Linked DNA regions of Sus scrofa: all the other regions are linked to region 1. The links are chromatin contacts, called in public HiChIP or PLAC-seq and promoter capture Hi-C maps. All regions are on one chromosome and are shown on one strand. The core of a region is the stretch at or near the end of the contact, and the rest is flanking DNA. Distances in the headings are between cores, read along the strand shown.

Region 1 (3,578 bases), core at 531-3,030:
GATCAACATTCCCCTATATATTTTACCACATTTGTTTATTTAAGTAGAATTTCCAGAAATGAATTGCCAGCTAGAAGGGAATGAAATTTTGTTTTGTTTTGTCACTGCCAGAGGCAGGGTGGAACCCCAACTACAGCAGTGACTAAGCTGGATCCTTAACCTGCTGAGCCACCAGGAAACTCCATGAATGCCTAATTTAAAATTTGAAGATACTAAGTGATCTTCAGAGGGCAGCAATGACACTCCTAAACTACAATATAGGATGGGACTTTTTCAAACACGTTCCTAAGTGCTGAACATACAAATCTTTTTAATTTTTGCCAGTCTGTAAATCTGAGATAACATTTTAGCTCACATATGTTTCTAAGGGTCACATAGGTGAAGAGACTTCTCACATTACCTGGCTTACTGTCAGCATTCCGTTTTTTTTCTCAATCACCCAGTCTGGCAATAAAATACGTGTAAGGGCTACAAAATGTCAGGGAATCTTAATGAACAATAATTTACCATCAGACCTCATTGAAGCCTTAAAGAAAAAAACCTCGAGGGCAACATTTCCAACCTGTACAGTGAAGGGACAGATCAGCTGCAAAGATAACTTGAGTGTCACATTCTGAAGTGGGGTGTTCCCTTTTAAAAATAGTCTGTCTTCCCTCCACCCCCGCCCCGCCGCCCCAAGAATCAAGCTGCGTTCCCAGCCTGCCTTAAACTCTGGAGTCGCGCCATGCCCCTTACACTTCCCGTCGGGGAAGGCCCCTCCCAGGCTTCCTTGCCTCCTCTTCACCCAGGGAAAGAGAGCTTCTTTCTGCCCCAGGGCCCGGTGCCCTCGGAAGCCCTCCAGCCAGTGTCCCTCAGAGCTTGGCCTCTCCATCCGAGCGTGCACCTGGAGGTCTGGAAGCCACCCGGAGCTTACTCTTTTCTGAGAGCGTCACTTCGAAGTCCGCCACCCTTCCACATTCCCAATGCTGTTCTTTAGAGGTTTGGTTCTGGAGACTGCAGGCTTATTTGACCTGCGGCAGGTAATGCAGAGCAAAGTGCCAGTGGGGAGCCGGGAGGCACCAGCGCTTCGAGACGCTGGCACCTAGATTGGACGTAGGGCTGCGTCGGACCCAACTTCTGTGAGATGAACAGAATTTTTGGTTCAACATCTTTAGCTTGGATTTTGTCTTAATTCAACCTATATAGCTTCCTGAAATTATATTTTATTCCTTCCAAAGTCTACGAGATGGGAACTCAACCTCGGACACCGTGCGTGAGTGGGTCCCACGAAGGAAATTCGCATCCCATAGGGAGCCGGTGGTCACCGAAGTGCCGGGCGCCGAGAAGGTAGGGAAATCCTTCAAGTCCAGCCAGTGGTGGGACACACACTACCTCGCGGGCTCGCCTTACCCCTGGCTCAGACCAAAGGCAGTCGTGGTTGTGATTGGTGGAATTAGGAAAACCAGCTGGTCTCACCCACAATGGGCCTGGATTGGCCTCCACACTCAGTCGCTTTTCTACAGTCTAAATCTAGAACCGCTTAGTGATAAATCCCGCCTTCAAAGGCGTTTGATAACAGTTTTATGTGTTGTAAGGCAAACGGTGATTGGTCACAGAGCTCACGGATTCTGTCGGTAGTAAACACAGCGAGGCTCCTGGGACCGCGGATTGGTCAGTGTTCCGGGGGCCGAGTAAATTCCTCCAGATACCGCGCGCCGGCTGGCTGCACTTCTGTCCCGGCCCCGCCCTCTCCCCTTCTGATTGGTTGCACCCCTGCCGGAGGGGACGAGAAATGCCGCGGAGTAGGCGATCTCGCGTTGCGTCACTTCCGTTTACTGTGTGCAGCCGCCGCGGTGTTCTCAAGAGTGCCGCGGCGAAGGGGTTGAAGGAGCTGGGCAACAAGAGGCGGGGTGGACGGAAGAGGGAGGAAATCCCATCACCGAGGAGCCAGCCTGGACGTTCCGGTCTTCTGCCACACTGTCGGGTCGGATCGAAGAAGGGTCACCGCCTCCTCCAGCGAGAAGGGGGGCGGAGCCCGGCTCAGGTGAGGCGACTCTGTCAGCGGGAGCGGTGGTGGCGCGCGCTGGCGCGCTCACGTGGAGACAGTTGAGCTCTGGGGGAGCTGGGTGGGCGGCGCGATCAGGGTCTTGTCTAGGTGTCTGGGCGCGCGCCGAAGCGTACCGGTGCCCCCCCGCGTCTGCCCTGCCTGTCTTTCCTGAGGGTTATTGTTACCCTCAGAGCGGAGGGGCCAAGGCGGGTGGGAGGCGTGTTCTGCGCAGGCGTCCCCCGCGTCCCGACGCCAGGCTGTCTGTCCGCCGAGTGGGGCGGGGGCTCTTGCCCCCTCTGATCTGCGGGCGGGCTACGTTGGTTCCTGGGATCGCGTGGGAAAGACCAGCACCCTGGCAGGGTGAATAGAGAATCTGCGGAATGGGGTCGGGTGGCTTCCTTGCCCCTGTCCTGGGTCTCATTGAGCGACGAGGTTTCGTTTCACCAGAGCAAGGCCAAGGCGAGCTGGAATCGGGAACCGGCGGCTGAACCAGGAGGGGCGGAGCCAGTGTTTTGGAATGCCGCAACTAAAAGGACTAAAGTGTTTATAGGCATTTATTGAAAACCCACTGCTTCCAGGCTTCGTGCTAGGAGGTGTAGGGGATGCAGTGGTAAGAACAGTCTGTCCCCCTCCTCCCTTGTTTGGAGGACATACAGGTTTATGCATGTTAGGCAGTGAACTAAGGGGAGTTGAAGGTTAGTTTTTTTCCTTCCAAAAAGGTCATTTGCTATTAAGTCAGTCTGTATTCTGGCCTTGTGGACGATACTGTGGAAGCTAATTTCTGAATAGGACACAAATCCTGAATATTTAACTTGGCAAAAAATTTTTACATAAAGGCGCAGTAAAAGCTTCATTGCTAAGTGGTATACTTGGGTTCTGGGGTTAATTTTAATTAGTGGAAGTAAGAAACCTTTCACCTTCAGGAATTGAAGCAAAAATATTTCCAAAATGTGTTTCTATGCTTCTCTGTTTTAGTAGGTAGAAGATATGACATACATTGGGATCTTTTCTTTAGAGGTTGAAGAGAATGCTGTGCCTTACTCATCAATGATGATTTGTTGTCGTTATATAGGCTGTTGTGCCTTAGATAATTTTGAAAAGGTGGGCTGAATGCCTCATTTTCTGGAGAAACTGAATTCAGTGAAGTGCTATGATTTGGGTTGTGAGGATGGTAAGCTAAAAGATTAGCGGTGAGGGAAGAGAATTTTAAAGAAAAGCCCCTAAACCAAGGAAAGGCCTCCCACTATTGCTTTAACCCCCTCTGGAAATCCCAGGAAACTTGGGAAGACTGGCTGTGCCACCACTGCCAGCTTGGTGACCTGCCAGTTAAGACTTAACAGGTCGAGGACCTGTTCTGGTCTCTTGCGTTCTGCTAAATAAACAAACCAGGATTTTTTTTTTTTTTTTTTTTTTAAAGAGTCCTGAAGTCAACTTGTTTTTGGATTTGCCTTTTCTCTCCTAAAAGTTGTGTCAGGACAAGGTATAGTTAGCTGGAAATAGTTGCAGACCATATTCTGGCTATTTGAGGTGTTTAGCAAAATTCTGGAAGTGG
Region 2 (3,578 bases), core at 306-2,805, 390 kb before region 1:
AATCAATAGGTCCCAAGTCCAAGGAAAGCGGTGCCTTTACTGGTTTGTTCACCAATGCCACCTCTGCCTGTGGAACACAGTGAGTGCTCAATAAATACTTGCTGCATGAGGGAACGAATGAATGAACAAAGAAGGAAATGATTAGGAATCCAGAAGACTTGATCAGGTAAAGGTTGTATTATCTATGTTCTCTCATGGTGGAAATGTGTGAATTTTTTTCCCCTTTGTTTGCTGTTGAACTTGTCCACGTACTCACAAAACGATTTAAAAAATATTTATCACTTTGAAAATTCCCTATAGCTCAAAGTAAACCAAGGCCAAACACGGAATATCTAATTAGCCAGGAAAAAGGCTGTATACCCTTAACAGAAGCATGCGGTCTAGCCTCAGAACTTCACAGATGCCCCACAAAACACCTCTCTGCAGCGTCTTAGTATCTTACTGGAGCAAAGGAACGAAGAAAACCGGACTTGTCTCCCCAGGGCAAGTCAGGCACAGGGTACAGGGAGTCTGCAGACTCCCTTAGCCTTGATCAAGCTTATTTAGATAGGAAAGAAACAAGCCTAGGTAGGGTGACAGGGAAAGAATGGGCATTTATCCAAAGTGTGTTTACCAAGCATCTATGGTACACCAGAAAACCCTAGTTCTGGACTGGCTCTGACAGATGTGATGAGGGGCTTTAGGCACCACTCCTTCACAGAGCTCTGGTCCTGAAGGTGAGCAAACAGCACGGGCTCACCTACCTCCAGGGGCTGGATGAGGCCTTCAAAAGCGATACAGCGCTTCACAAAGAGCCAGAGGCACGAAGGCCGGCTGCCCTAAACGGACTCCCAAACCCCAGCTCGGGTCGAGCCAGCGGGACCCGGGCAGCGGCCCACCTGCAGCCGCGCCAGGCGAGGCGGGCCTCCACCCTCCGAGGGGCTGCGCTTACCCGTCGGGAGAGTACTCGAGATTGAAGACCGCCCCGTGGGTGCGGGTGCTGAGGTATACCGAGTCCGCGGGATGGATGGAACCATAGAGGTTAGTCATGGTGCGGAAATTGTCCCGCGCCGGGTCCACGAACAGCCCGCGGCCCAGGCTGCGCTCTCTCAGCCACCCGAACAGCCGGGCGCCAGGAACCCCCAGGACGGCGCCGAGGCTGTACCGGCGTCCAGCCCGGCAGTCTGGCCCGGGTCGCCGGCGGGGCGGGGAGGGCGGTGACGGCTCTCCCGGGGCGGAAGCGGCTGAGGACTCTAGAGCTCCGGGCTGCCGGAGCTCCCCAGCGCGCCCGGCTGGGAGCAGCGAGGGGGCGCACGGGCGGGGAGGGCTCCCGCAGGGCGATGGGGGAGGGGCGGCGTCAGCCCCCGGCTGAGGGGGCGCGGGAGGGGAAGGGAGCGGGCCGGCGGCTGCCCCCTGCCTCCCGTGCGGTGCCGGCTCCTCAGCCCTGGCCCCGGCCGCCTCGTCCCCTCCGGGGCTACCCGGCCCGAAGGGAAACATGACCAGCGCCCCCCGCCCCGGGCCACTGCCCTGCCGGCCGACACCTCAGCGCTCCCGCTCCTGCCGCCACTTCCGGCGTGCAGCTGCCTAACTCTGCCGGCTGGGAAACGCGCACCGCCCCTCGGCGGTCATCCGCCGGGGACCAAGAAAGTGGGAACACCTGGCCACTGCGGGTGCAGCCGACCTGCCATTGGAGATCGGGAATGACTATCTGTTGTGTGCGCGCAGCTGAGGATGCCCAGGGCCTGGGCTGCATGGGGGTAGCGTTAAGATCTGGGCACAGCGTGCGACACTGTGAGTATGCTGTTGTCAATGACAGGTTGTCAAACTAGTCAGTCTAAGAGGCCGGGTATGCTTATGTACTGTTTATTAAACATCCCTGCTTTACACTGAGACCAGCGAAGGGAAAAGAGGACCATATTATGTGCTAATCACACACTCTAGGTGCCATGGTGTACTACCTACTGAGCCTGGGACTCTAGGGACTCAGGTTAACGTCTACATTAAAAAGCTCTGGTTTGTGGCATTCCCTGGTGGTTCAGTGGGTCAGGGATCCGGTGTTGTCACTGTTGTGGCTTGTTCAGTCCTTGACCTGGGAACTTCCACATGCCACGAGTATTATCCAAAAAACAAAACAAAACAAAAAACCGTGGTCTGTACAGTGCCGGAAAAACGGGGCCTACTAGTGCTCTGGAGATCTGCCCAACTCCCAGGTACTTGATCTAATAGGTTAAGACTTCTGTACTCCTGAGACTAGTACAACATTTTAAGTCAACTATACTCCAATAAAATTAAATTTTAAAAAATAATAGGTGTTCCAGTTGTGGCTTAGCAGGTTAAGAACCTGACATAGTGTCTGTGAGGATGGGGTTCAATCCCTAGCCTCACTCAATGGGTTAAGGATTTGGAGTTGCTGCAAGCTGCAGCGTAGGCCACAGGCGAGGCTCCGATCTGGGGTGTTGCCCTGGTTATGGCACAGGCTGCCAGCTGCAGCTCTGATTCAGTCCCTAGCCTAGGAAGTTCCATAAGCCACAGGTGCACCCTTAAAAAGAAAAAGGAAATAAATAAATAATAGAACCTGAGGGGGAAAAAAAAAGATTTTATCAAGGTCAAAGCCTTACTCTCTGCAGGAAGGAACACCTGTCCATCCAGGAATCACTGAGGGAAGCTGGAGACCTGAATCAACTTAACCCCACAAGCAGTGGAGCCTAGGATAAATCCTGTTTATATCTGCCAAGCAAGGCATGAAGGGCATAACAGATGCAAGGCTATTCATCACTTATGTTGAAGATAAATACATAGAAGTCGTTTTCAGAAAAAGATTGACTGGAACTGGGGTGTTTGTTGGGGAGGGAAGGAGGATCTTCAGTAAAGGGAAGCTTGAGGTACAAAAAGAGGAAGGTAGAAGAACTGACAACCCTTCTAGGCATTGATCAAGAACTGAGTTATAGAAAGCTCCCATTTGATGACTGTTTAGGATAGTCCGAAGGATCTCTGGAGGAAAGGAATGAGATTCAAAGAGGGCTAATCATTTAGCAAGTCCTCCAACCAGTAACGTTAGTAGTTACTCAGCTCTCCTTTCCATGAGCTGACTGAAAAATGAGAAAGAAGCAAGCATCCTGTGTTCAGAGATCAAGGCAGCTACTCCTTTGAAGATATTCCCCATGTAAGGGATAGGTGTCTGTTTTATAATTAACAAATAATGTCCCTTAGCGGCCTATAACTTCTAACTGCAACAATTACTTAATAAACGCCCTCTGCTTGATTCCCAAGTTATGGTCAATGGCTAAAATTTTTTTTGTCTACAAAACCTTGACCATGATTTATTCACCAATGTTACCAACTTTCTCAGTAAGTTAAATAAAATTCATTTTTTCCTCCTCTTTTTTCTTTTCTAGGCCCCCCACCCCCTCCTCTCAAAACTCATCTTTAAAAGGTTACATTTTCCTGGTGTTCCTGTCATGGCTCAGTGGTTAAGGACCTGGAGTTGTCTCTGTGAGGATACAGGTTCCATCCCTGGCCTCATGCAGTGGGTTAAGGATACGGCATTGCTCTAAGCAACAGCGTAGGTTACAGATGTGGCTCGGATGCAGTGTTTCTGT
Region 3 (3,578 bases), core at 502-3,001, 360 kb before region 1:
GGGCAAGGACCATGATTCAGCCAACTTCCTGGTTCAGAGCAAATGCTCAACTAGTCTTGTAGACTGAAAGCTACAAAAAGGCTCAACTTTACCAATCAACAAAGCAAAGCAGCCATGAGATACCACTTTAACAACTTCTCAAATAGCAAAGATTTCTAAAGAGGAAGTTTTGGGTAAGAGTCCAGAAGGCCAAGGTTTGGTTCAACCTTTCCAAAGGGCGATTTGGTAATTTTCCCAAGGGAAATACTGAGAAATGCAGAGGTAAATCACAGAGGCAGTCAAGTGCAGCACCACCTCTACTGCACTGGCTCCAGGTCAACAAGGCCCCCAGGCAAGAAGCAGGCCTAATCCACTCGGTAGGATCTGCCAGAAAGGCTCAGGAAGGAGGCCAAAAACAAGGTACGGCCTAGGAGCTAGAAGGTCCGTGGCCGATTGCACGGGCCCTGGTCTCCTATGCATTCCCCAGTCACTGAAGCCACTTTCACAGCCAGAAAACATTGAGCACGCCTTTCGGAAACAAGAACTTCGCAATCGCGGCCCAACGCCTCACTTAGTGCCGCCGTCAGGGTTCGCGGCTCCTAGCCGGACTCCGCACACTTGCTAATGGCCTCGGCTTCCCACGCAACCGCATGCAGGGCCTGCCCGCTGCTCCCATTTCGCGCTTACTCACCAGTGGCCACACGGCTCCGCGGCGGCGAAGCACCTACGTGGTGACACGCAGTGCCCAGGCCAGGCTGCCTTCCCGCCTCCCGGGTGCCTTCCAGCGTCCCACCCTCTGGGCACGCCCTTTTGGGAGGGTCGCGCAGAGCACCGCCCACGAGGTACTTTCGACCCGCCCCTCCCGGCCTCAGCTTCCTGTCTCAGGTAACCACTCTTTTCCAGGCCTCTGGTCTGTGGACTTAGGGATGTGCGTGCCCACGTGCCACCCCCACAGAAGTGCCCTTGTTAGGACTCCTCAGCCGTATCTGGGCTGAGTTCCTGACAGAGACTCCTCTACTGATGCCTGAGAGGCCATCCAGGGATCGTTTCCTGACCTCTCAGGCTGTAACCCAATGTCACTGAGCACAATTCAGGCATGGTCTTGGCCCAGTCGTGATTGAGTTAGTCTTGGTCACCTAATACCTACTGGATTCAGGTCTTCAGGAACTGGGTTGGAGTAGGGAGGAGAGAAAAATAATCTACACCATCCTTTCTGCAAAGGTAACCAACCAGATTGTTTTTACAGCAACTGACTACAAAACAAACAACAAAAATTACATTTCAGTTGACCTCTGGTATCTTATTTAGGTGTCTCACCAGTATCTTACAGAGTATGGAGAGTATATTAGAGGTAATCTCTTTTAAATATGATCAGAGCCACACCCTCCCAAATCCCCAGGAGCTCTGACTCCTACGATTATTTGGCTAAGGCTAATTGGAGGTGCCAGTTGACAGAGGAAACGGTGATTTAAAATTTTTTTTCTTTTTTTGGCCGCACTCGAGGCATGTGCAAGTTACTGGACCAGGGATGGAATCTGTGTCACAGCAAGGCCCCGAGTGAGAACTCTGGAAAATGATTTCAAGTGAGAGTCCTGAAAATCAGAAGAACAGAGCTGATGTGCTATTGATTTGGAATTCAACTGCTTTTCACATAGGCAACTAAAGCTAGCTCCAGGGAAAGCAGTAGCAAGGATTTAACTGCCATTAGCGATTTTTCTAAGCCAGCTAGGGGTAGCGCAATTATGTGGAAATATGCATGCAATATGTATCTATTCGAAGGGAGGAAAAAAGCCTAGGTAGAAATGCACATCAAAATGTTAACATTCATTCTTCCTTTTATTCACCGGGTATTACCTACTTCGTGCCAGGACCTGCGCTACAAACAATGGGAACTAGCTGACAATCTAGCAAGGGAGACAAACGGGCGGCAAGACTAACACGTTTTATGTTCTTATTCTTCTCTATGTTTTCCATTATGTGAATAGATATATTCTCAAGCAAAACCCAAAAAGATTTCATACTGAAAAAGAAAACACTTTTCCTCGTAAAGGTCCTTTTGAGGGCAGAGTCAGAAAGGAGAGCCAACTCAAGAAGGACCTCTGCTCAGTTCCTAAGGCTCCCCGGGAACCAAAGGTGGCGCCGTCTCGTATCGCACCGTCCGATCCGAGACACCGGAAGTGGAGGCTCCGCGACAGACTCAAGCTGCGCGTTTCTCCTGCTGACCACCGCAGGATTAGCGGCCGGCTAGAGACAATCATAGCTACCTTGGGGCAACCTCTGAGAGCACAGAACTGTCAGGCATCACTGCAGTAGTTTCAAGTCCCACAGGCCTGTGCTGCCGGAAACGGAAAGCTTTGGGTGGCCTGGCGATTGGACGCGGACCCGGAAGCCGGAAACTGTTTAGTTACACTCGCTATGGCTGAGCCAGCCGCTCATGCTGCGGAGTCCTTTGCTGGTTGCAGGGCGCGGGCAGCCCGTACAGTGCTGGATCAGGTGGTGCTCCCGGGTGAGGAGCTGCTGCTGCCTGAGCAGGAGGACGGAGAAGGCCCAGGAGGTGCAGGGGAGCGACCGCTGCGCCTGAACGCCGGAGCGCGCCCGCGGGTGCGCGTGGTGTGTGGCCCGGGCTTGCGGCGTTGTGGCGACCGGCTGCTGGTCACCAAGTGCGGCCGCCTCCGTCACAAGGAGGCCGGCGGCGGCGGCGGCAGTGGCGTCTATTGGGTGGACTCGCAGCAGAAGCGGGTGAGCCGGGTCTCCGAAGGGGTGGGACGGCCGGGAGAGGGCTGGGAAGACTCCTCGAGAGAAATACAGAAGGGACCCTGGAGCCCTCTTTTAAGGCTAGCCTACAGCTACCGTAGTCTTGTGCTTACCCTCCGCAACTCCTTTAGGGGGACTGTGAACAACTGTAAAGTGACCCGAGATGGGCGACCAGGAAAGGATTTTGGAGATCTTGTCACATAAGGGGATAAGGGCTGTGAGACACGTCATTATCTTCAAAACTCCAAAAGTCAAGGAGCCGCAGACTTGTCTTTGAGGGTCCCAAAGAACCAGGCTCAATGAGTAGATGTCACAGGGACTTATGCAAACAAACCACTGAACTCATGCAAACAAAAACTAGGGAGTTCCTGAGGATACAGGAACAGAAGGATACAGAAGAGTTGTGGAATACTGACTTAAGTGAACACATTATACTGTTTAGAAGCTGCAATCTTTAGAGCTTATCATGTGATTGCTTTTCTTCTACTGAAGGTGGCATGTGATCAAGTTTGTTTTAAGATTTGTATTGATTGGTAAACTTGGATTTCCAAATATTTTCTAAGTATTTCTAATGATAATAAAGTAACCACTAAGGACTTGCTGAAGATGTCTTCAAAATGACTGTCATTTATGGTCATTCATTCTCTCGTTGTGTTTTCTTTTGTAGTATGTTCCAGTCAAAGGAGACCATGTGATTGGCATAGTTACCGCTAAATCTGGAGATATATTCAAAGTTGATGTTGGAGGGAGTGAGCCAGCTTCTTTATCTTACTTGGCATTTGAAGGTGCAACTAAAAGAAACAGACCAAATGTTCAGGTAATGACAGGACCTTTGGTTTCAAAAG
Region 4 (3,578 bases), core at 497-2,996, 360 kb after region 1:
CACCATGCAAAGTGAGAACACTATTCATTCACTCAACTTTTTTAATCCAGACAATTTAAGATTTATTTAAGCTCTCAGATTTTACTATACAATCTTTAAAGCCAGTATTTCTGCTCACAGTCTACCAACTGATCATTCCAGACCTTTCGCTTTTATTTCTCTTGAAAGAAGTTTAAGCTTAAATGTTTCCTTTTGATGAGATAGTTATCCATCTCAAAGTGATTTAAATCAAACTCACAGCTTGATTTTCAGTCCAGTTTTCATTAGAACATGATTAAAAGACTAAGTTTTATTTCAACTTAAAATTTCTGATTCACTCTTAGTGAGCTATTCTGACAGTGAGATCTGAAACACTACTGACTTGTGTTAAAACTTCTGTCCACTCTTCAAATATGACTTTCGCTTTGAGGTAAATCTAATGGGATAGAGAATCCAAATGTGACAAACAATAGGCACACACTCACACAAACACAGTCAGACAGATACAAGATTTTTGTGGGAGAAAATAATGCTAAATTTATTCAGAAAAAATCCAGCTGTTTCTGACATAAAGTCTTCATAGGATAACTAATCCTATCTCAAAACACTTACTTCATCTTTTCCACAGGCCCCTTTTCCTTTTGCTGCAGTCTCTTACCCTTGGAGCTATTTTACAATCCTCATTTCCACTTCTTCCTTAGTTCATTCCCCACCCCCAGATTCTCCTGAAAACGATAGTGCACTGCGCTCAAAATCACAAAACTGAAAATATACACACAAGCTAAATATTCAAAACACAGAGTCAATAGTTTTGGAATGGACCTCGAAGTCATTCAATTGAACGCTCTCATTTTATACAGACAGAAACGGGATCTAAGAAGCTTATTTATTCAAAGAGCCTAAAAGATCTCCTAATTCAACCCTGCAACCTGAAAAAAAGGTAAATTCAACCTCAAGAGAAGACTTCTAGAGTCATCAGCGCGAGTCGGTAGTGGAGTCGCGGCTGTAACTCGGCCTGCTCTCACTCAGCCAGTTTCCCTACTACACATACCCGCAGCTGTTAGAGCTGAAGTTAACTGCTGGTTCCCTGGATGTAAGGGATAAAAGGAATCAAGGAACAAGTCTCCTTGTTTTACATGGGGGAAGAGGGCCATCTGCCCAAATTTTTCTGGCCCCCAGAGCTGCTGCTTCTGACAGCTGAGGCTGGAGTTGGCCCAGGACTGTTGGATCCTCAAGGGCCGAGCTCCCTTCGGGTTTAAATGACTGACCGGCTTCCCTAAAAGACAGGGGACTCTCAGAGGGTAGTGGGGGTAAAGCAGGCAGTAACACCATCCCCATCGAGGCCATGGGCGCCCAAGCTCTTTCTGAACCACAGTCTCAGGCCTTGAAGGGAGGAGAAGCAGACACCTCAGCCAGTCAGCTGAGTCGCGTGGGACAGAGCTCGACTGAGAGGCCACGAGCGGAGCCGGGTACCGCCACAAGTAAGGGACAGGCGGGAGACGCGGAGGCCAGCGAGGGGACACGCGCTAGTTCCACGGCCCTGCGGGCGAGGCGGAGGGCAGGCAGGGGTCCCCGGCCCGTGGACGGCTCGGGGTCCGTCACACATACTCACTGCCGCGGCTGCGACCAGGAAGCACCAACCAGGAACCAAAACGCGTAAAGGGACGGGGAGGGGCGAGGACAGATGAGGTAAGGAAACCGCGTCCGCGCCGACCCGGGAGGAGGGAAGGCACTTCCGGGGACAACACTTCTCCCAGGAGTTGTCTTCCGTCCCCGCCCACCCTGCGGGCCTTCTTGCGCATGCGTAACAACTATAAACTCCCCCTTCCCTTCCCAGCTGAGAGTCTTTTCGGTTTGCCTTTCTTGCTCTGCTCCTTCCCCGCCACGACTTCTTTCAGAAGTGTCTAGGCTGCACCTGTAATAGGGAAACACCTTGTTTGAATGACTTGCACGGAAAAAATGCTGCTTACCGAGCCAAACCGGAGAAAGCTAGCGCCTTTTTGTGCCCGCGAGAAAAACTACGTCTCCCATGATGCTCCGGGGCGGGGTTTAGCTTGGGCTCCGCCTCCTCCCTGACCTGGGGGAGGAGGAGACACCTTCCTTATGCCACGTGGCACGGGAGCCACGAGACCCAGGTAAGGGCTAAGGGGCAGGTGCAGCTGGCGGCATGGCTGGAGGACGTAGAGAACCTCAGCAAGGGAGAAGCCTCTTTGAGAAAGGTTGCCTTCTAGATACTTCTTTCTTGAGCTAGGTGACCTTATGCAGGTCACTTACATCTCAAGGTTGAAGTTGAACCTAGTTTACGCTGGGGCGCTTCCGCCTCTTATTTTTCCTAGAATACAAGGCAACAGATTTAAGTCTTTGTGCACCTTGAAAAGCTGCACTCATGCTAAACACTGAAGTCGATACTGGTCCCTTGGAAACCTCTAGAGGATTGTGCTGGGAGCCTCTGGCTTGGTTTCTCTTCTCACACCATATTTTAATAACTGTACAACTTTACAAATAAGGAAATATTTTATTAATTCGTGGGCCCTTGGCAACAGTCTTGAGTTTTAAGATGGGGGCAGGGGAGATTGGCCACACCCATGGGATGCAAAAGTTCCCAGCCAGGTATCAAACCCTAGCCACAGCCATGATAATGCTGGATCCTTAACTACAAGCCCACCAGAGAACTCTGACAATAGTCTTGAAAGATAAGCTTGACATTGATTTTTTGTGTGTGTGGCAGCACCTGTGGCACATGGAAGGTCCCAGGTCAGCAATCCAATCCGAGCCACAGCTGCAGCAGTGCACAAATTCATAACCCAGTGCACCAGGCCTGGGGTCAAACCCTAGCCTCACCAAAAACCCTAGCCACCTCAGAGACAAGGCTAGATCCTTAACACTATGCACCACATCAGGAACTCTAACGACTTTTTTTTTTTTTTTTTTTTTTTTTTGTCTTTTTGCTTTTTCTTGAGCTGCTCCCACTGCATATGGAGGTTCCCAGGCTAGGGTTTCAAACGGAGCCGCAGCCACCAGCCTATGCCAGAGCCACAGCAACGAGCCGAGTCTGCAACCCACACCACAGCTCACGGCAACGCTGGATCCTTAACCCACTGAGCAAGGCCAGGGAACGAACCCACAACCTCATGGTTCCTAGTCAGATTCGTTAACCACTGCGCTACAACGGGAACCCCTCTAATGATTATTTTTGCCAACACTTATTGAACGTCTGTTAAGAGCTAGGCAGTCCTATCAGTTTGTGGATGTAGTGGTAAATTTTTAAAGTCTCTGGTCTCATAGATCTAGAGTCTACCTGGAAAAGCAGAATGCAGGTGATTTGCATATAGTTTAATAAGAGTTTGACTGGGAAATTAGAAATTTTAGTTAACATAGTAAGTGCTAGGAAGGAAGACAGGGTACAGTGAAATGGTAAAATTGGAGGACCAATGGTAAAATTTTGCAGAGGAAGAAACAGGCTAAGAAATGAGCCACAGAAATTACTAGATGGTTAGGTTATATGTATTATGTACAACAAATGTTACCTTTAAAATATATATTACGTGGGAGTTCCCATTGTGGCTCAGTGGAAACAAACCCCACTAGTATCCATGAGG

What was found. Promoter capture Hi-C pulls out the DNA fragments that hold promoters and counts their contacts. HiChIP or PLAC-seq counts read pairs in DNA pulled down with a chosen protein or histone mark.
Region 2: an H3K27ac HiChIP or PLAC-seq map of alveolar macrophages shows a contact between it and region 1. The contact joins the promoter of DCAF10 here to the promoter of ZBTB5 in region 1. A contact is called at or near these places in 1 of 47 Hi-C or Micro-C datasets (heart right ventricle) and 1 of 2 datasets of contacts at active chromatin or transcription factors (alveolar macrophages).
Region 3: a contact with region 1 is called in a promoter capture Hi-C map of liver, with 3 times the contacts expected there. The contact joins the promoter of EXOSC3 here to the promoter of ZBTB5 in region 1. A contact is called at or near these places in 1 of 5 promoter capture datasets (liver) and 1 of 2 datasets of contacts at active chromatin or transcription factors (alveolar macrophages).
Region 4: a contact with region 1 is called in an H3K27ac HiChIP or PLAC-seq map of alveolar macrophages. The contact joins the promoter of ZCCHC7 here to the promoter of ZBTB5 in region 1. A contact is called at or near these places in 1 of 47 Hi-C or Micro-C datasets (skeletal muscle) and 2 of 2 datasets of contacts at active chromatin or transcription factors (alveolar macrophages and skeletal muscle).

What each region holds. Positions count from the first base shown.
Region 1 is chr1:238,175,679-238,179,256 of Sscrofa11.1, reverse strand. It overlaps ZBTB5 (zinc finger and BTB domain-containing protein 5), which reads left to right and starts at 1,780. Exons shown (of 2, transcript XM_021066137.1): 1 at 1,780-2,023.
Region 2 is chr1:238,565,590-238,569,167 of Sscrofa11.1, reverse strand. It overlaps DCAF10 (DDB1- and CUL4-associated factor 10), which reads right to left and starts at 1,555. Exons shown (of 8, transcript XR_002336817.1): 1 at 932-1,555. It overlaps LOC102166243 (a long non-coding RNA gene), which reads left to right and starts at 1,618. Exons shown (of 3, transcript XR_001306523.2): 1 at 1,618-1,770.
Region 3 is chr1:238,539,929-238,543,506 of Sscrofa11.1, reverse strand. EXOSC3 (exosome complex component RRP40) reads left to right here and starts at 1,751. Exons shown (of 4, transcript XM_001929006.4): 1 at 1,751-2,718; 2 at 3,401-3,550. The coding sequence starts at 2,395.
Region 4 is chr1:237,818,843-237,822,420 of Sscrofa11.1, reverse strand. It overlaps ZCCHC7 (zinc finger CCHC domain-containing protein 7), which reads right to left and starts at 1,746. Exons shown (of 10, transcript XM_021066106.1): 1 at 1,592-1,746.